2 separate regions of the Mus musculus genome follow, and region 1 is linked to region 2. The links are chromatin contacts, called in public promoter capture Hi-C maps. All regions are on one chromosome and are shown on one strand. Each heading gives the region's core, a stretch centred on a gene start, on an enhancer-like site or on the middle of the called end of the contact. The rest is flanking DNA. Distances are from core to core; before and after follow the strand shown.

Evidence for each region. Promoter capture Hi-C pulls out the DNA fragments that hold promoters and counts their contacts.
Region 1: a contact with region 2 is called in a promoter capture Hi-C map of embryonic stem cells. The contact joins the promoter of Fzd7 here to the promoter of Mars2 in region 2.

The regions. Positions count from the first base shown.
Region 1 is chr1:59,479,728-59,483,568 of GRCm38.p6, forward strand. It overlaps Fzd7 (frizzled class receptor 7), which reads left to right and starts at 2,420. Exons shown (of 1, transcript NM_008057.3): 1 at 2,420-3,841. The coding sequence starts at 3,233.
Region 2 is chr1:55,234,943-55,238,682 of GRCm38.p6, forward strand. It overlaps Mars2 (methionine-tRNA synthetase 2 (mitochondrial)), which reads left to right and starts at 2,235. Exons shown (of 1, transcript NM_175439.3): 1 at 2,235-3,740. The coding sequence starts at 2,298. It overlaps Gm10561 (predicted gene 10561), which reads left to right. Exons shown (of 4, transcript NR_166489.1): 3 at 1-187; 4 at 421-682.

The DNA.
Region 1 (3,841 bases), core at 1,170-3,669, 4.2 Mb after region 2:
AGGCAATTGCCCCGTACTGAGCGACATCTCCAAGCCCAGGCCGAGTGTTGCCGTTGTTGTTGTTGTTTTAAATCACCTTTAAACAGTCTCCTTATCCTAGCTCGCTACCTTTGCTTCTCCAGTACTTTTGCTCTTCTCTGCCTGGGACAGAGAGAAAGGACTCACCTCTGTGACATCTCATTTAGGATGGGTTTCCTGTACCTCGTGCATAGACTGCTTTAGAACTATTTCATTTCTTCCTATACCGGCTCATCTCACCCCCTCTTGCTACATCATTATTCCTATTGCCTAACATCAGAGCTGTCTGGGACTCTAAGGATGAGCAGCTCATCCGCTGGCTGGTTTCCGCTGTATTTGAGGCAGTGCTCTATCCTGTCCGCTTTCATATTTTTTGACACTGCTTGGTATTTCTCCCTCAATTAGCAGATATGAGTTAGGTCAGTGATCTGATGTATGAGCATGACATTTTTGTCTTAAAAAGGAGGGCATCTTGAACCTCAGTGGGGAGAAGGAATCTAAACTCCACCACCCACACTTTCAATGACAAAGCAAAACAGCCCCCAGTGTCTTAAACATCTTCCCACAAATATCAACACAGCACAGCTGAAGGTAATAGGAACAATAATTTAGAAAGCAGAAGATGAGGTCTTGAAGACTGTATATTTTTTAAAAAGGAAAACGTTGCTTATTCATCTTTATTACTTTGAGGCAGATACTCTAAAGGGGGCTGGGGATTGGTGTGAAGGGTAAACTGAGCTTAGAAGGAAACTGGTCAGATGGAGTATGTCAACTGTCTGACACCACCTTGTTCCATGGAGCTGGGCTCTTCAGAAACATTAACAGGAGCACAAAAGATGAAGAACTCTAAAGTGGAAGGAAGGGGCTCAATGAACCTCTGAGGTAAAGTAAATAAAAGAATTAAAAGGAGCCCAGGTCATCGAGAAAAGGGAATCCAATTAATTAACTGTCTTAGATTTCAGAATCAACCTTTTCCTAGATGGAGAAACTGTATACCAGAGGGAGTTACTTCTGCCGGCATTCAACATTCGACCTATTCAAAATCTCCTCAAACCCCAGCACCCAAGTGAGACAGGCAGAAGGACTCAGCCAGGAAAAAAACGTTTAAAATGATTGCAGAGACAGATTCAACGATTCAACTTGTCACTTTCCTGCATGGGAATTCATAGTATTCATGATATTTCTTGCTGGCTCCTGTGAGAGGGCAGAGGCCCCTTAGTAACTTCTGACCGGTCGGGGCAATCAGACAACGCGCACGAGCGCCCAGTGCCTGGAGCGGGGTTAAGATTTGACCAAGAACAAAAGAAAGCTTGCCAATCAGAAAATGCTACCCCACAAGGAAAATAACCCCTCTTTGTGTCTCGAAAGCCCTTTAATTAGCAAATGCCCTGCTTTCTAACGCGCGTTAAAACATTTCTATGTAGATTCCAAATGGAAAGATCAAATGGTTGCTTCTGCAACGAAGAAGGGGTCCCTGAAGGCCACACACCTCAGAAAAAAAAAAGGAAAACGGGGCAACCGAAGGCGCTCTGTAAATCGTACAGAGTTCCGAGGCCCTCGGTCTCAGGTTACTTTCATAAGCATTCCCCCAGAGCTGCCTTGGAGTTAAAAAAAAAAAAAAAAAAAAAAAAGAGCCTCTTGGGCTCCCCAGGCTCCCAGCAGTATGTCCGGGAGGGGTGGCAGGCTCGTGTGTGCAGCGGATCCCCAGCTCTGGGCCTTCTCCTCCGAGGGTCTGCACTTCCTCCCGCCACAAGTCCGCCCCTCGGCCGACTCGGGTTTCTCCCTCCAGGATGCCCCCCTTTTTTGTAACTGGGGGAGGGAGAGGGAATTGTGCCTTCACGTGGTCGGTTGGGGTAGGGGAAGAAAAAACGATTCTTAGTCGCACCCCTTTCTCGACTCATACTGATGCTAACCAAAATTCTCCCGCCCTCGCCTGCCAGGCAAGGCTAACGTGACTCCGGGTCACGTCTTTCTGCCCTGGTGCTGTACTATTCTCAGCTTCTCCCCAAAGCCTTCGGCGAATGCCCCCTTTTGTTCGGAAATGTGTATTTTAGGGTACCCGGAAGAGGAACCAATCTTACAGGCAAGTTCCCTTTCTGGTGCGTTTTTTTCTCCCTTGAGCAAATTCTGGGTAAAAGTTTTTCCTAACTTTTCTCTCAGTCCCCCGCCCCTCCCCTCAGGAATCCGCCCAGAGCTCTTTAAGCACCGCCTTCCTTGTTTCCTCGGCCGCCCCTTCCGACTTCCACCCAATCGGAACAGGTCCACAGAGAAAACAAAGCGCGCTATTGGATGTCCAGAGGGCTCGGGGCCCGCCCCCGGAGTGGTTTGTGAATGGGGGGAGGGGAGGGGGCGGGGCGGCCCGCAGCCCTGCAAGCCCGACGCTTCTTCTAGCCACCAGTGCGGCTCCCAGGCGTTACTCCGCGCTCCTTCCCTGGCGGGCGGTGCTGGACGCGGAGAGTCGCGGGCTGGGACTGCGCGGGGCAGGAGAGGCCGGGTGCAGGCAGGCCGCGGGTGCAGGGGCCTCGGCGCTTCGGATTCCGTGCAACTCCGTTTCCAAAACCAGCTTGTCCAGCTCTTACCTCCCGAGCACCGATCAGACTCAAAGCGAGAACGAGCCATTTGACTTGAAACTTGGGGCCGACCTTCCTAGGACTGAAGGAGGCTCCAGAATCAGAAGAGGCGGCTGCAGTGGCCCGCGGGGCCTCAAGGAGAGAAGGCGGAGCAGCACCACCGAGGCGACGGCCGGGGCGAGCAGGCAGGGACGCAGGGCGCTGGCCTGGCGGAGGCCTGGCTCGGTTTAGGGGACGTGCGTATCGGCGTGCGCCCGGGGCTCGAGAAACTTGGGCAAACTTTGAAGGGTAACCGGAGAAGCTTGTTGCTCGTCGCCGCAGAGAAAGCCGCACCGTTACGTCTCGGCGGGGAGGGTAAGGCGACACCCCTTCCCTCGATCCCCCACTCCAGGCCCAGGAGTTTGAACCTCCGGCGGCTGCGTGAGTGCCACGCGGAGGCGGCTGCGGCGCCCCCTCGGCTGGCGGCCTCGCCCCCGCTGTGCAGGCACCCTAGCACCCTCGGCTCCGCGCCGCCCACGGCCCGGCCCCGGCGCCGGGAGGACTCTCATGCGCCGGGCGCGGCGGCGCCTCCCTGTATCCAAGCCTCTCCCCAGCGCCTCGTCTTTTTCCTCCAGCTGAGAACGCCGCTGCACTCGCGACCGGCGATGCGGGGCCCCGGCACGGCGGCGTCGCACTCGCCCCTGGGCCTCTGCGCCCTGGTGCTTGCTCTTCTGGGCGCGCTGCCCACGGACACCCGGGCTCAGCCATATCACGGCGAGAAAGGCATCTCGGTACCGGACCACGGCTTCTGCCAGCCCATCTCCATCCCGTTGTGCACGGATATCGCCTACAACCAGACCATCCTGCCCAACCTGCTGGGCCACACGAACCAAGAGGACGCGGGCCTCGAGGTGCACCAGTTCTACCCTCTGGTAAAGGTGCAGTGTTCTCCTGAGCTACGCTTCTTCTTATGCTCTATGTACGCACCCGTGTGCACCGTGCTCGACCAAGCCATTCCTCCGTGCCGTTCCTTGTGCGAGCGCGCCCGACAGGGCTGCGAGGCGCTCATGAACAAGTTCGGCTTCCAGTGGCCAGAGCGGTTGCGCTGCGAGAACTTCCCAGTGCACGGTGCCGGCGAGATCTGCGTGGGGCAGAACACGTCCGACGGCTCCGGGGGCGCGGGCGGCAGTCCCACCGCCTACCCTACTGCTCCCTACCTGCCAGACCCACCTTTCACTGCGATGTCCCCCTCAGATGGCAGAGGCCGCTTGTCT
Region 2 (3,740 bases), core at 985-3,484:
ACAGACTGACTACGCCGTGGACGTTTGTTTCACCTTCTGTAGTTCCTGTAGAGAACGCCATCAGTCTATCTTCTAAATCATCCCAAAAAGCATATCCAACTCACCACAAGTCTTTACACACCATGCAGAAGTCAAAAGGAATGAACAATATGGTTGAATCTTAGGAAGAAAATGTTGAATTAGAAAGGTAAGATAGAGACTACGTGCCCCGCTGTCTTTTAAAATGGTAATTAAATATAGGCAGTGTTACTCAAATGCATTGGTGCTATACAGGAACGTGAATGTGTAAGTAAAACCTCAGGGCAGGCTGTGCAGTGGTGTAGCTTCCCCCAGCCTGAAGCGGGCTGGTACAGACTAGTCTGCCACTGAGGTGGGGCCACCTGTGGTGCAGCTGTCCGACCTGGCTGGCTTCTTTCGAAGTGACAACTGCCCTGCTCTTCTGCTACCTGCTGAGAAGCTGAACCCGTTTTCCTGAGAATTTCCGGAATAAGCGGCCAGCCTGGCCACCGAGTGCTGACGAAATGGCTCCAGGCACCAAGTGTGGAGCCGGCAGACTAGTGCTAACAACTTGGCAACAATACATCAAGAAGCCTGGCGGGGGTGGGTGGGGGGGGTGGGGGGGCGATGGGCCTTCCCCCTTATAAGCACGGTCTCTTAATAAACTCGTGGGCCTTGATCAGGACCTTTGTCTTGGCTCCATTCTCTCTCTCTCTCTCTCTCTCTCTCTCCTCTCTCCTCTCTCTCTCTCCTCTCTCCTCTCTCTCCTCTCTCTCCTCTCTCTCCTCTCTCTCCTCTCTCTCCTCTCTCTCCTCTCTCTCTCTCTCCTCTCTCTCCTCTCTCTCTCTCTCTCTCTCTCTCTCTCTCTCTCTCTCTCTCTCTCTCTCTCTCTCTCTCTCTCCAGGTGTACCCGGTTCAAGTAGGCAACACAGTGGATGGTGCACGCCTTTAATCCCAGCACCTGGGATGCAGAGGCAGGCAGATTTCTGAGTTCAAGGCCAACCTGGTCTACACAGTGAGTTTCAGGACAGCCAGGGCTAGACAGAGAAACCCTGTCTCAAAACAAAAAAAAACCCCAAAAAAAACCCAAAAAAATAAAACACAAACAAACAAACAAAAAACTCAACAAAACAAAAAAAAACCCAAACAAACCAAAAACAAAAACCAAACCCTCAGGGCACTATTACTCTTGGAAGAGAGGGAAGGACACAGCGCACAGATCTCAACTGCAGCTCATCTCTAACTTAAACACTAATGTGCACCACAGTCCATTGGTGAGCTAAGTAAAGCTTAGATTGCTGGTCTGAGATCCCAGTTTCTGCCTCAGCAGGTAGGGAATGGGCCTCAGATGTCTAAGTTCCTGGTGTGTCTCATGCTGCTTTGGGGACCATTCTTTGAGAATCACTAACAGTACTTAGGTTGGGTGAGGGTTTATAGGTGTTCCAATCTCATTTTAGTATGTGCATATATACACTGTTTAAATTAAATGGGGGTGGGGAGGCCAGTTGTGGATGAGAAAATATGCAGTGAGCCAAGGATTAATAATAAAAATTTGGGATTTTAAAATTCTCTCCTGCTAAAAATTAGGATTTCATTCTCAAAGCTCAGTCTTGGAAGAATTTCAAGACTATTAGAGGAGAAAATTGTGACTTGTTTTGTACAATAAAGCTGAAAGTTAATGTTTCCTTATCTGCACACCTGTGACTCCGCACTCCAGTCCCTGGATGAGTTCTCAAATCAATCCTTAAGGCTCAGCAACATGTTCAGACACGTCATTTCCTTTTCTGCCAGTGCTTATCGTTCCTTAAAGCGCTTTGTGAAATTATTTTCCTTTCTTTCAGATTTATTTAGATTCTGAGACAAACCTTAAATGGTTTTTCTATGTTGACTAGAGGATACCAAGAGGCCGGATTTGTGCCCTGCTTTGACAGTTAATGAGTTTGGAAAATACCTCAATATAAAAATCTTGCCAACAAGTTCAGTCCAGAACCGATCAGTTCAGTTCAGATCCAGAACAGATCTCAAAGAGTAAAACTGCACAACACCCGGGATACGCTCTTCTTTCCCCAACTGCCCTGACACGGAACCCACTAGCCGACTACTCAAAAACTCCCGCCGGCCACCCGCCCCTGCGCGCTGCAGGAAACCGGTGGAGGCGGGGGAGTTGCGGGCGGGGCCGCAGGAGTCAACGCTTGCCGTTCATTGGCTTCCGCGCCGGAAGCGGCGGTACCGTCCAGCTGCGCACGCGCCCTTTCCCGTGCTCGGGAACACCGCCTCCAGTGCTGGGGCCGGCTGTCACCATGCTGCGGCAGTGTGCTCGCTGGGTGTTGACGCGCACCCGGTTCGGCCGCGGCTGTCGCCGCTACGGTTCGTGCTCGCCGAGCGCTAGTGGCGACGCCGGGGAAGCGCGGGCCTACTTCACCACACCTATCTTCTACGTGAACGCCGCGCCGCACATCGGGCACCTGTACTCGGCGCTACTGGCCGACGCCCTGTGCCGCCACCGTCGTCTCCGAGTTCCCGGCTCTGCGTCCACGCGGTTTTCCACCGGCACGGATGAGCACGGCCTGAAGATCCAGCAGGCGGCAGCCACCGCCGGCTTGGCCCCGATCGAGCTGTGCGATCGAGTGTCTGCCCAGTTTTTGCAGCTTTTCCGGGAGGCTGACATCTCTTCCACGGACTTCATCCGCACCACGGAGGCTCGGCACCGAGTAGCGGTGCAGCATTTCTGGGGTGTGCTGGAGGCCCGGGGTCTGCTTTACAAAGGGATCTATGAAGGGTGGTATTGTGCCTCGGATGAGTGCTTCTTGCCGGAGGCCAAGGTTACTCGGCAGGTGGGTCCGTCCGGGGATCCCTGTCCCGTGTCTCTCGAGAGCGGACATCCTGTCTCCTGGACGAAGGAAGAAAATTACATTTTCAAGCTTTCTCAGTTTCGAGAACCACTCCAGCGGTGGCTTGGAAACAATCCTCAGGCAATCACACCGGAACCGTTCCACCAGGCAGTTCTTCAGTGGCTGGAGGAGGAGCTGCCCGACTTGTCCGTTTCTCGAAGGAGTAGCCATCTGCACTGGGGCATACCAGTTCCCGGGGACGACTCGCAGACCATCTACGTGTGGCTGGATGCCCTGGTCAACTACCTCACTGTAGTTGGCTACCCAGATGCAGATTTCAAGTCTTGGTGGCCAGCCACCTCTCATATCATAGGTAAGGACATTCTCAAATTTCATGCTATTTATTGGCCTGCCCTTCTCCTAGGGGCAGGATTGAGGCCACCACATCGCATCTATGTCCACTCGCACTGGACGGTGAGTGGCCAAAAAATGTCCAAAAGCTTGGGCAACGTGGTGGATCCCAGGACTTGCCTTGATCGCTATACTGTGGATGGCTTTCGCTACTTTCTCCTTCGGCAGGGCGTTCCCAATTGGGACTGCGATTACTATGATGAAAAGGTGGTTAAATTGCTGGACTCCGAGCTGGCAGATGCCTTAGGAGGGCTTTTAAACCGGTGCACTGCCTACAGAATAAATCCTTCTGGAACCTACCCATCTTTCTGTGCTGCCTGTTTCCCCAGTGAGCCAGGGTTAACGGGGCCGTCAGTTCGTGTGCAGGCAGAAGACTATGCGCTTGTAACTGCAGTGGCCACTTTACCCAAACTGGTAGCGGGCTATTATAATGACTTTCAGATCTATAAGGCTCTGGAGGCGGTATCCAGCTGTGTTCGGCAAACTAATGGTTTCGTCCAA